2 separate regions of the Mus musculus genome follow, and region 1 is linked to region 2. A link is a contact called in public Hi-C data. All regions are on one chromosome and are shown on one strand. Each heading gives the region's core, a stretch centred on a gene start, on an enhancer-like site or on the middle of the called end of the contact. The rest is flanking DNA. Distances are from core to core; before and after follow the strand shown. Region 1 overlaps Gm33462 (a long non-coding RNA gene). Region 2 overlaps Tox (thymocyte selection-associated high mobility group box).

Region 1 (5,186 bases), core at 2,600-5,099, 240 kb before region 2:
GGGCAGGTACAATAGTGTCAGGCTGCAGCCTCCTGTAAGACAAGGCTGTGTTCTGCTGCCATGGGATAAAGTCTTCCTTAGGACTGCCCCAGAGGCGAACACAAAGCAATAGCCCAGCATCGTGGGGCATAAGTATAATCTCAGCAACACTTGGGAGGTGAAAGCAAATAAGATAAAATAAAATAAGAAAAGGAAAGTAAAAAAGGAAGGGAAGTAGAAGAAAACAAGAATGAGACAGACAGAAAACAATGTGAGCAGGTAAGAGTAGACGTGTGTAGAGGTCCAAAGAATGCTGCAATCAGAGCATGCTACCACAGGACAATGCAGTTTTCCGGTAGAATTAATCCAACTAGTCAGTATTTATGTGAGGTGTAGCCAAACTTTAATGAATTGGGGAGAAAAAAAAAACAGGAAAGAAACAAAAGTAATGCACTTATTTCTAGCATTTATAGCATAGCAACCGGAATGAGTAGACCATAGATGTCTCATTCTTAGTAAATTGTTGAATTATTTCCAGCTTTATTTCTCTGTATTTGTCATAAACTGCTTGCATTCAACTTACTGAAAACTATGAGATGTCCCACTGTTGGACCAACAATGGTAAAACCACAATATATAATAATATTGCCTGTTTTTTCCATTTTGTCTCAGAAAGTTATGACTTGACCTAGAAAAGTGACTAAGACCATATTGCATTTCTGTCCAAGCCTGATGACTTTTGGGGCATGTGCATATGTGCGCGCACACACACACACACACACACACACACACACACACACACACACATTCACACTCACACTCGAGTAAAAGGTATGGCTCAGTCTGCTTAGGTCAAGCTATCTGCTACCACTCAAATTAATTCAATGACATGTTTATCAAAGTCATGATTTAAAAAAAACATCGGTGATTTAGCATCTAGTGCATTACATGAGCCAAGGTGGCCCCTTTCTGTTTATGTTGTTTCCCCTAAAACTGTTCTAAGCCTAGTCTTTGTTTTCATGGAAGGAGCTTCCTATACTGTAAAATGCCTAAGGAACTATTTGGCCAATTAATATAAGTATTCATTATTAATGAAAATGTTTTCCTCAGAGAGTTGCATATTGCCTGAAATTCCCTTCACTGATGTTATTTTATAATGACGGTCATGTGATACTTGGTGATTTTAGCTGAATATGTTTACATTTTTTTAAGAAATTAAAACATATGTCCACATATTATCTCGGTGGGTCTGTCCACTTAGCGCAATGCTAATTAGCCTGTCCTAGGAATTCAAGCCAGGAGTGGATGTCTTTTGCTGGAAAAGTTCAAGATTCTCTATATGCAACTCATGGTCAGCACACACGATCTATTGACCTTTCACTTTTGGATTATTGGGAAAGAGTGATGGAAACAGGGGCAGAGGTAAATAATTTGGATGACGCTAATAAATGTTGGGAAAGAAAGAAAATCAACTCTTCTTTCCTTCTAAGACATTTTATAAGAAACTCTTATGAGTAATCTCAGAACCTAGGCTCTTCCTGATCTGCTAAGTACTCAATTGAAACTTTCAACTAAATCAATTGTCTAATAATGATACAGGCTTCCTAGTAGTCAGAACAAATATCCTTTCCCCCAAAGTCCTATATTCAGTAATGTACAACTTGTATTGATATTGTATTGATAAAATAATATACACTAATATACCAGGTAGAAAGAACAAAACTCGATGCTATCTATCTCCGGAGAGAGAGAGAGAGAGAGAGAGAGAGAGAGAGAGAGAGAGAGAGAGAGAGAGAGAGAGAGGTCATTCCATTGATTGTGCCTGGAAAGAATCAAGTGCTCTATGATCTAAATGGCTTTGAGCTTATATAGTAATTTACAGGAAGCTAATGCTGAGCACTCAGGTTGGAGATGAGAGCTAATCCTGTAACACTAGAGTGTTTTTTAAGATATCAGGGAGGTTGACTCACTTTAAGATAAACCACAAGTCAAAGTACCCCATGTAACAAATGTTTCTTAAAAGGAAACATATTCCCAGCATCACATTAGAGCTGCTGCTGATGAGACCAATTTAGAAAAAAAAAAAAAAAGTTGAAATGGCAGGCAGTGCTTTCCCATTCTTTAGCTCACTTTCCCTGAGTTTTAAAACCTGACTAAGTCCTAGAGACAAGGGACCCACAGGCTGAGTCGTGGAGTCGGGGGAGCTCAAGTGCTTCTGCTAAGAGCTCTTCTCTTACCCTTCCCCTCTTTCATGATTTTTTTTTTTTTTTTTTTTTTTGTGATCTCTGATCAAAACCTACAGCTGGCAGAGATCATAGAGGACCACCTGCCAATGAATGTGAGAAGCCTGGCTTCTGGCTGGCTCCCTTCTTTATCTAAAGTCATTCTGATCATAAACAAAGGAGAGAAGGGAGCAAGAAGCAGCAAAGAGTGAGCACATTGTAGCAACTGAAGGCATTAAAAAATCATTTTTAAAAAACCAAAGGCATTTATATTTATGGATGGCATTGTTATTTACTCAGCCTTGGGACTAAGGAAAAGGAGAGGTGATTATTAAAACTATTTTCAAATTATGTGTCAAGTCTTCAAGTCACCTGGGTCTGAAATCTGCCATTTTCTTGAGGGTCTGGCTTTTTACTACAAAATGCCTTGTAACTGGATTCCTCTTAAATTTAAATAATTCCATACAATGGATAGATAGTGCCAAACAGGTCTCCTGTTACAATAGGACCTAGGGTCACATTTTAAAGACTCGGCTCCCATTACCCACTCTCTTAGCTCCCTTAGTCACTTGGCACCTGCATCTGCTATCATTTTGTCTCCATAATAAATACTTGAGTCTTCATTATCTGCACTTTCTCTGTGCATGACTATTTGTGTCTCCAACTCCACCAACATCTCTTTAAGGACAGATGCCTAACTTCTCCAAATCACCCATAATCCTTACCTCATTCCCTAGCGTGAGAATCATTGTCAGATAAAATAGAATTCCAGCTTAGCTTTACTTCAAGGAAATTGCCTGGAAAGTAAATCCACTCATTCTACCCATTTATTCAACTGGAACTCGTAAAAAAGGAGGTTCACTATCTTCCTCACATCACAATATACATAAAAAAATATTCCTGTGGAAGCATGGGCTTTTCTCTGGAGATAACTGTCTTGACCTGACAGAAACTAATTTCTCAACATACTTGTAAGCAATTCATGGAATAAAAACAAATTGTGGTGAGTTTTAGGCATGGTACCTGACTGTAATGTTATTACTTAGGAAGCTGAACCAACAGAATTATGAGTTTGAAACCAGCTTCAAAAACAATAACAAGCCACAGAGATATGGTGAAATTGTGGTTATTTCTCCTGTAAGAATCTATATACTGTTGTATTGTGACTTGCATACAGAAGTGAGAACAAGATCAAGGAGGCTTGACCCTTGCCATTGAAAAGTAAGGATTGAAAACTAGAATTTAAATACATAAAAAGTTATACTCTATGCCTAGGAAGATGCAATGGCCCAATGAGGAACCAGAGAAGGTGTACTGAAAACATGGGTTATAGTCTTAGTGTTATTGAGAAAGTCTCAACTGTCTGTACAGTGAATAATATGCAAGGTATTAGGAATAGGGTTCCAGTTGGGAAATAATTACCTTGCTGATCAGATCAATCCTTTGATAAAGAAACTGTAGTAAATAGGGAAATGGTTACCAGAGAAGATGGGAATGTGTACAAGACCAGTAGGGCAGAGTTGAGTTAAACATTAAAGGACAAGTTGAATTTTAACCAGTAGAAATCCACTGTTTGAACAAAGACTTTGATCTACAGAAAGGCAGCAATCAAGACAAGGAAGTGTTGTTAGAGTTGGATAAAGCCTGAGAGATATGCAAGAATACTGGAAGGAAGTAGAGAGGAAAGCCAGTCCTGTCCCTAGCACTAGGAGAGCAGAGTCCAAAGCATGCTTTGGGGCTAATGGGAAGAGGATTCACTAGCACGAATTGGAGAAGAAAAAAAAAAAAAACAGAACAGGGCAGAAGAGCCATAGGTGAAGTTAGAGACAGCGTTCCAAGTTTAGCAAGCAGAACTGCCCACTACCTTTGAATGTTAGATAATTAGTACTCCTTAATGTAACTGTAGCTTTTATATTTAAGGCATTTTAATACTTAAAATATGTCACTGTTCATCTGAAATTCCAGTTGCACAAGGTACCTTGTCTTGCATCAACAACTTGGTGGGAGAAATGAAACCCAAAAGGCTGTGGGAAAGTGAGCCTTGGACCTTAAACAGCTTCTCAGTGGTTCTATGGCAATAGAATGAGGTACACTGCTCACGTGAGTGTGGAGCCCTGGCTTCAAACCTGGCTAATCATTGCCTTCAAGGTCAATACAAACCCTCTCCAATTTGAAGGTTTCTCCATCATTCTGTAATGTAGGAACTCTTGCAGTAATTATTTTTTTTTTTCAAATATAGGAAAGAAAGTAGCAGGCTAACAGGGAACAGAACGACTGCAGCAACATGCACAGCAAATGATCCAGGAGGCTAAGGAACTCAGCAGACCAAGGAAGTAGAATCAAGCTACTTACTTAAAAACAAAAAGCAGGAGAATCACTGAATTTTTGGTGGACACTGGGGATGGTTCTGGAGAAAAATGTTCTTAGCAATGTTGAGAGCCTTGAGATAGTAAATGAGTGTGGGCTGGTAAGAGATTTGTTAATCAGTATAACCTTATCAATTCTTAGTAGGACAACTGGAGTAGCAGTGGATATTAGAATATGGAATTTTTTGAAAATAAATTATTAGGGAACAGAAATAACAGGTAGTCAAAGAGATAAAACACTCAATTAGTCTGGGCTAGAAAAGGAAGCCATGCATCTTAGTCAGGCTTCTTATTGCCATGACAAAGTACCATCAGACAGAACAACTTTAAAAGAAGAAAGATATGTTTAGGTCATGGTTTCAGAGATTTCACTCACAGCCATTGGCTATGTTGAATCTAGGCCTGTGAGAGGTAGAATGTTATAGTCATTGATGCATGGTGACAGAGGCTTCCCAGCATGCAAAAGAAGGGACAAAGGATCAGTGAGGAGCTACAACAATATCAAGCTGCACCCAGGGCATGCCTGTGGTGACATGCTTCCTCGGGAGTCTCTATCTCCTAAAGTGTCTGGAGCCTCCCCAAAGACCACTGTTAGCCGGATACCAAGCTGTTAGTGCGT
Region 2 (5,458 bases), core at 2,243-4,742:
GTCTTTTAGGCTAGTCTATTTTGTTTGGATTGTTGCAACCAGACAAAGGGACTGGTCCAATGGCATTTCTAGATTGATGCACACATTTGACATCATTTCAAAAATCTCATAGATTATGTATACATATTAAAAGCATATATATATATATATATATATATATATATATATATATGCATGTATGGATATGTTCAATCTCCCCAATATTATTCATTTGCTGAAATAGCCTGAATTGTCTTTGATAAATATTTTGCTTCAAATAATCCATAATTTTGTGCCCAAGAAGAGACAAAATATATTTTCCAAGTCCTTTTAAAAACAAAACAACAACAACAACAACAAAATAACCCTGAATTATGCCATGAGAAATTAAGTTCTGCAATCTGCATTGTAGCTATCAGCTTCATATTAAAATTAGAAATATATATCCAGAATAGTTAGAGGCATATTTAAAACTATTTTATGGAAAAATGATAGACTAAGCCTAATTGACTTAAAAATAACAAAAGCAGAAATATTTTGGTTAGTAATATGAAAAGGAATATCTTACTATGGGGTGCTCATTGATGTTTATAGAAATGAAATCTAGTAACAAATACAAATCCATACTGTTAGTTCTGATGGGAAGTATATTATCTATTTATGAAGCCATGCTTCAAAAGATTTTAAAGATGTCTCACTTTGAACATAGCGTTGTAAGATGTGAAGTTGGGAGTTGAGGCTTAATAATTCCCATGGGATTGCTGTGAAATGTGAAGCACCCCTGCATCTCGCTGACTAGAGCCATGTGAACAGAGGGCAAGGTCACAGATATGCAAGACAGGATCCACTACCACATTCAAATGCATACACTTCTATAGTCATCTCCTGATGAGGATCATATGTGTGTGCGTAATGCGTAAATAGACTGATGGAAGTTACCCAGAAATAGCTTCTGTGCACTTCTGACCAATAGACTAATCTCATGAGTGTATTGTGAGCGATGAGGTGATTTTAGTGTAGTCTACAACAATCAGATGGAACAAAGGTGATGATTTCTTCATAACTGGCTGACTGATGAGAGGGAACATGAAAAGATAAGTCTATGCAACAAATCATGGAGGGTTTACAAAGGGTGCTTAGACTCAACACAGTTACTTGATGCTGCCAAACAGAATGGCTGGTTTTAAATATTCCCATATTTTAAATCATCTTTAGGTCACTGAAAAATTTTAGAAAATCCAACTTGTCCACGATACATAAAGATACAGATTATATGACTACTACAGAAACAAAGTTGACAATAGACTGCATAAAAATGTGGACAGCACACAGTCGGCAGTGTTTTATTGAAGTGCAATAGAAGAATAATTTTATGCTCTGTAGTTCTAAGATCTCTCAGGAAGACAGATATTTCTCCTCCCGGAGAGTGTATATTTATATATGATATTTGGAACCCCCGCCCATGTAATGCAGTATTTTACTAACATTATATCCAAGGGTCTAGGACAAGATGTCTGAGTCATAAACCAGAAGTGGTTTTGCTGGGTCATCACACCAAGTCTGTCTCTAAACATATTTGCTTTCTTGGTGAGACCACCAAAAAAAAAAAAAAAAAAAAAAAAAAAAAAAAAGCTGCAAACAGGGGATTGGTCTGAGACTTTTCTAATCATGAAAGCATTCTGTGTTCTGCCCTTTCTTCTCCCAGGCTGGCCCCCAATCACACCCCATACTCCCCTTTGTTTGAAGCATAACAATATTTATTTTCTTTTTGTTAGTTGTGTTTTATAGGAATTCTGTAGTTGCATTAAATTTTTGGATGCTCACATGAAAAATTTACATCAAAATAGCCGATGCTTTTAAGGAAACAGGAAGAAGTCAACAGTTTTCACTTGGAATTTGAGTAACATATTTCTTTTTTGTAACTTGAAACTTTGAGAAGGGAAATGATATAATCTCTGTCTTGGGCATGATAGATACCTGACTGCTGCTTAAATGGCAAGTGTGGTAGATAATAGTGTTTCTCACCATCCAAGGTCACAGGTTTATGGTGCTGACAGTAACGGTGGATTCTAGATATTGTAAGCTTTCTTATCCAAACCCAGATTACTAAAGAAAGAAGCTCACTTATCAGCTTGCAAACCATCCCTTTAGAATCTCTAGAATTTGGCTGTGAAGTGTGCACATGTTCAGGAACACCTCCAGAAGTGAGGGGTTTTGCATCCATTGGTTAAACTGATGTTCCTAAGAACATTTTTCACTAGTCCTGGACTTGCTGATATCTAAAAGATGTTCTTTAAGATCTGTCAGCTCGAGACTCAGAGGTATGTCATCATATGACAGAGCCATAGTCTGTCCTCTTCAGAAGCTGAGGCAGGAGGATTCCTTGAGCTTGGAAATACGAGCCCTATCTGGAGACCACATGGAGACCCCACCTAAAGAAAAACCAGAGGGAGAAATGAATCATGGTCTGAGGATCAGAGTGCAGTGTGTGCATGGGCAGGCAGCATGCACTTTCTTGCCTTTTCTTTTTAATGTGTGTGTGTGTGTGTGTGTGTGTGTGTGTGTGTGTGTGTGTGTGTACATGCATGCGCACTTCCTACGTAAGCATCTTCTCTCACACACACATACTATAATGAATATTGCTTATTAAAATGGCATCCTTACAAAACCCTAGCTCACATTTTGGGCACAATGTGAGTCTGGTAGATATATATTATGACTGATAAGTTCGTAGTAAGCTATGAAGGGCCATCCAGTCAGGGCCTGGGCCTTCTGAGTCTGACTCATGGTTGTTTTTACTCTATGGGCTTATTAAAATTTTCTGAGTTGGCACTAAAAATTATATTGCTTAACTTTTCAAAAAATACTTTAATATCAAAGAATATTTAAAAAGACTGAAGAGGTAAGATTCAGTGATAGAATATGTTTGTGGTATATATGAGTCCTAGATTTGTATCCAAGGACTGTCAAAAAGTGGGTCAGAGAAAGAAGATAAAGTATAGCCCATGTTTTTGTGCCATTTCAGAAGTTAAAATGTTCTTTGTTATGCTTGCTGACAAACTTTCCGAAGCCCAAAAGAAATCCCAGCAGCTACTTTTAGTTTTTTTTTTTCTGAGAGAAATATTTAAGACACTTCAGGATTTTATTGAACAGGCCCACTTTGGCAAATTGAACTAGCTTAGGAATTTTTACACACTTATATTTTTACTTTTGAAACAAAGTAGATCTTTGGACACACTGTTCCTAATTGTATGGGACAGTAACACTACTGTCTCTCTAGACTCCAAGTTTATTTTTTCCCCTTTTAAGGGATCAACACACATAAATTAGTTTTTGGAAAGTAGCAGCCAGAACTGAGAGTGTGCAGGTGCCCTGGTCCTCGTGTGCCTATGCAGTTGGTTGTGTTAGTGAGGTTTCTTACACTAGTGCATTTAGAAACAGCAAGTTATAGAACCCTGCTGGCCACTACTGTTGGGCTATTCATTAATAGACCACAGAAGTGTGACAGCCTGCCAAGTTTGTGGGCTCCTGAAAACCTGTTTTCAAATACTCACTTCTAAGAACTGCAGCAGCAGAGAGGGGCACGGGGCATTTTACTACAAGCTGACCAATGCCTCTGGAGACTACCATCCTAAACCAGGTTAGAGTAATAAACGATACTCCCTCCTCCAAAAAAGTCCAGATTTCCCAAAAATATCAATAAACTTTTTAATAAATTGTCGATACATTTAGAAATATATTTTTTCAGCATAGCTGAGGTGCTTCAGAATTCATGTCCTTTCTGAACTCTAAGTAAAAATCAGCCTTTCAACCTTGTCTCTCAACGCCAGCAGGCACGTGTTGCATGCTTCCCAGGCTCTGTGTTAACAACTGGGGATATCCAAAGGAAGAGCTGTGTGTCCTACCTCCATGCATTTTAAAATCAACTGCCGTAAGGTACTCAGGAGAAAGGCCTTAGAGCAGCCACTCAGAGAGATTTCACAGTGAGGTGTCTTTTCTCCAGCACAAGGCTTCTTTCTTTTATAAATAGTCTGTGCTGGGGATCAGAACGTAAAACCTTTTGTTTGCTAGGCATGTGCTTTCCCCTTGAGCTACACTTTCAGCTCAAGTGAACAACCAGAATGGGTGTAAGCACTTTCAGAAGAAGCTTCAACAGAGGGACAAAATCTATTTATTTGGCGCAATACTGCTACGTGGTAAAATTAGTATGGTTATTTCTATCTGTAAGGTGGAAATATCAAGATCTGAAGAAGTAAAACTAATCTATTTTATTTCACAAAGCCACTAAGTTGGGTTAGCAGTTAGCAATGAACTCCAAGACTAGATCAGTCTCTCTCTCTCTCTCTCTCTCTCTCTCTCTCTCTCTCTCTCTCTGTGTGTGTGTGTGTGTGTGTGTGTGTGTGTGTGTGTGTTCATGCGCATTTGTGTGCACTTGCTTTTTGAAACAGAGACTCACTGTATATCATATCTCAGGCTGGCCTTGAGCTCAAAATGTAACCCAAGCTGACCTTGTATTCATCATGATCAAGTCTTCATCTCCTGGATATTGGAATCACAGGAGCCTGTCCTTGTAAACTAAATCTCAACTCATGACATTGTAACCACTAAACATTTCTTACCATGAAAAAAACAATAGTGTCCTTAGAAACTGGAAAGAGCTATGGCCTGACACTCTTGAGACATGTTTTCTCATCAGAGCAATGGTGGTACTTACTTTGAACAAAACTCTTTACTTCTCTAAGTGGGTTGTTCTAACTGTAAGATCAAGGGATTGATGAGACACAACACAAAGTTTGTATGTGTTACACAATTGGGGATTATTGCAAAGCAGCATCAGAGAGGACCTTTAAAATGGTTTGTAATAAAGATAATCCTTTCAACTAATCAGTTCTTGAGAGTATGAAAGATTGGTGTGGGGGACAGTGTTAGGTTTATGTGCCACAGCAACAGGCATGGATACTATGACACTAACCAGTAAACTAGACTCGTGGGTTATCCTCAGCAGTATCCAAGATGCAGCAAACATATACTAGCTCTGTTAGCTACAGGCTCCGAAGTTTTACAAAGACGTCTGCTTTCTTAGCAGACTGGAATCTCTGAGCAGTTTTGCTGAATGTTTAGTGTGAGGCTCACAGTGTGAGGCTTTGGGGTTTAGCTCAGTGGCAGAACACTTACCTCACCTGTGTGAGACCCTGAGTTTGGTCTCCAGTTCTAGAAAGCAATGCGAATTCAAGGTCTCATTCACTGTGAGATTGTCGTAACTTTGAGGAGCATCTCAGCTCATCTTGGTAGTTGACGTTTAGCTGTCTCCATACAAGTGTGTGCTTTTGCAGCCATTTTGCTTGTCTTCGTCCTCTGACTGGGTAGTCAAGGTCTTGATTCCAGAGCTCACAAGCTGAGCTTTGCTGGCAAGCTCTGCTTGGGCTCCTTCTCGTCCATGCCTTTCTGCGTCTAGGTTTGTTTCTACCTTATGAATCAT

Evidence for each region. A called contact is a pair of places that touch in the nucleus more often than the background predicts.
Region 1: a contact with region 2 is called in a Hi-C map of liver, with 3 times the contacts expected there. The contact joins two enhancer-like sites. A contact is called at or near these places in 1 of 15 datasets of contacts at CTCF or cohesin (pro-B cells), 7 of 484 Hi-C or Micro-C datasets (double positive thymocytes and liver) and 1 of 115 datasets of contacts at active chromatin or transcription factors (liver).

Annotation. Positions count from the first base shown.
Region 1 is chr4:7,142,989-7,148,174 of GRCm38.p6, reverse strand. The region is part of intron 1 of Gm33462 (a long non-coding RNA gene); the gene reads right to left. Among named protein-coding and RNA genes, the nearest start is that of Gm33462, 12 kb to the right of the region's middle. Within about 2 kb of position 3,849, at least 23 of the 459 cell types and tissues checked have an H3K27ac peak or open chromatin away from gene starts, as enhancers often do. A contact at or near this core is called in liver, where this site is marked.
Region 2 is chr4:6,907,070-6,912,527 of GRCm38.p6, reverse strand. The region is part of intron 1 of Tox (thymocyte selection-associated high mobility group box); the gene reads left to right. Among named protein-coding and RNA genes, the nearest start is that of Tox, 81 kb to the left of the region's middle. Within about 2 kb of position 3,492, at least 21 of the 459 cell types and tissues checked have an H3K27ac peak or open chromatin away from gene starts, as enhancers often do. A contact at or near this core is called in liver, where this site is marked.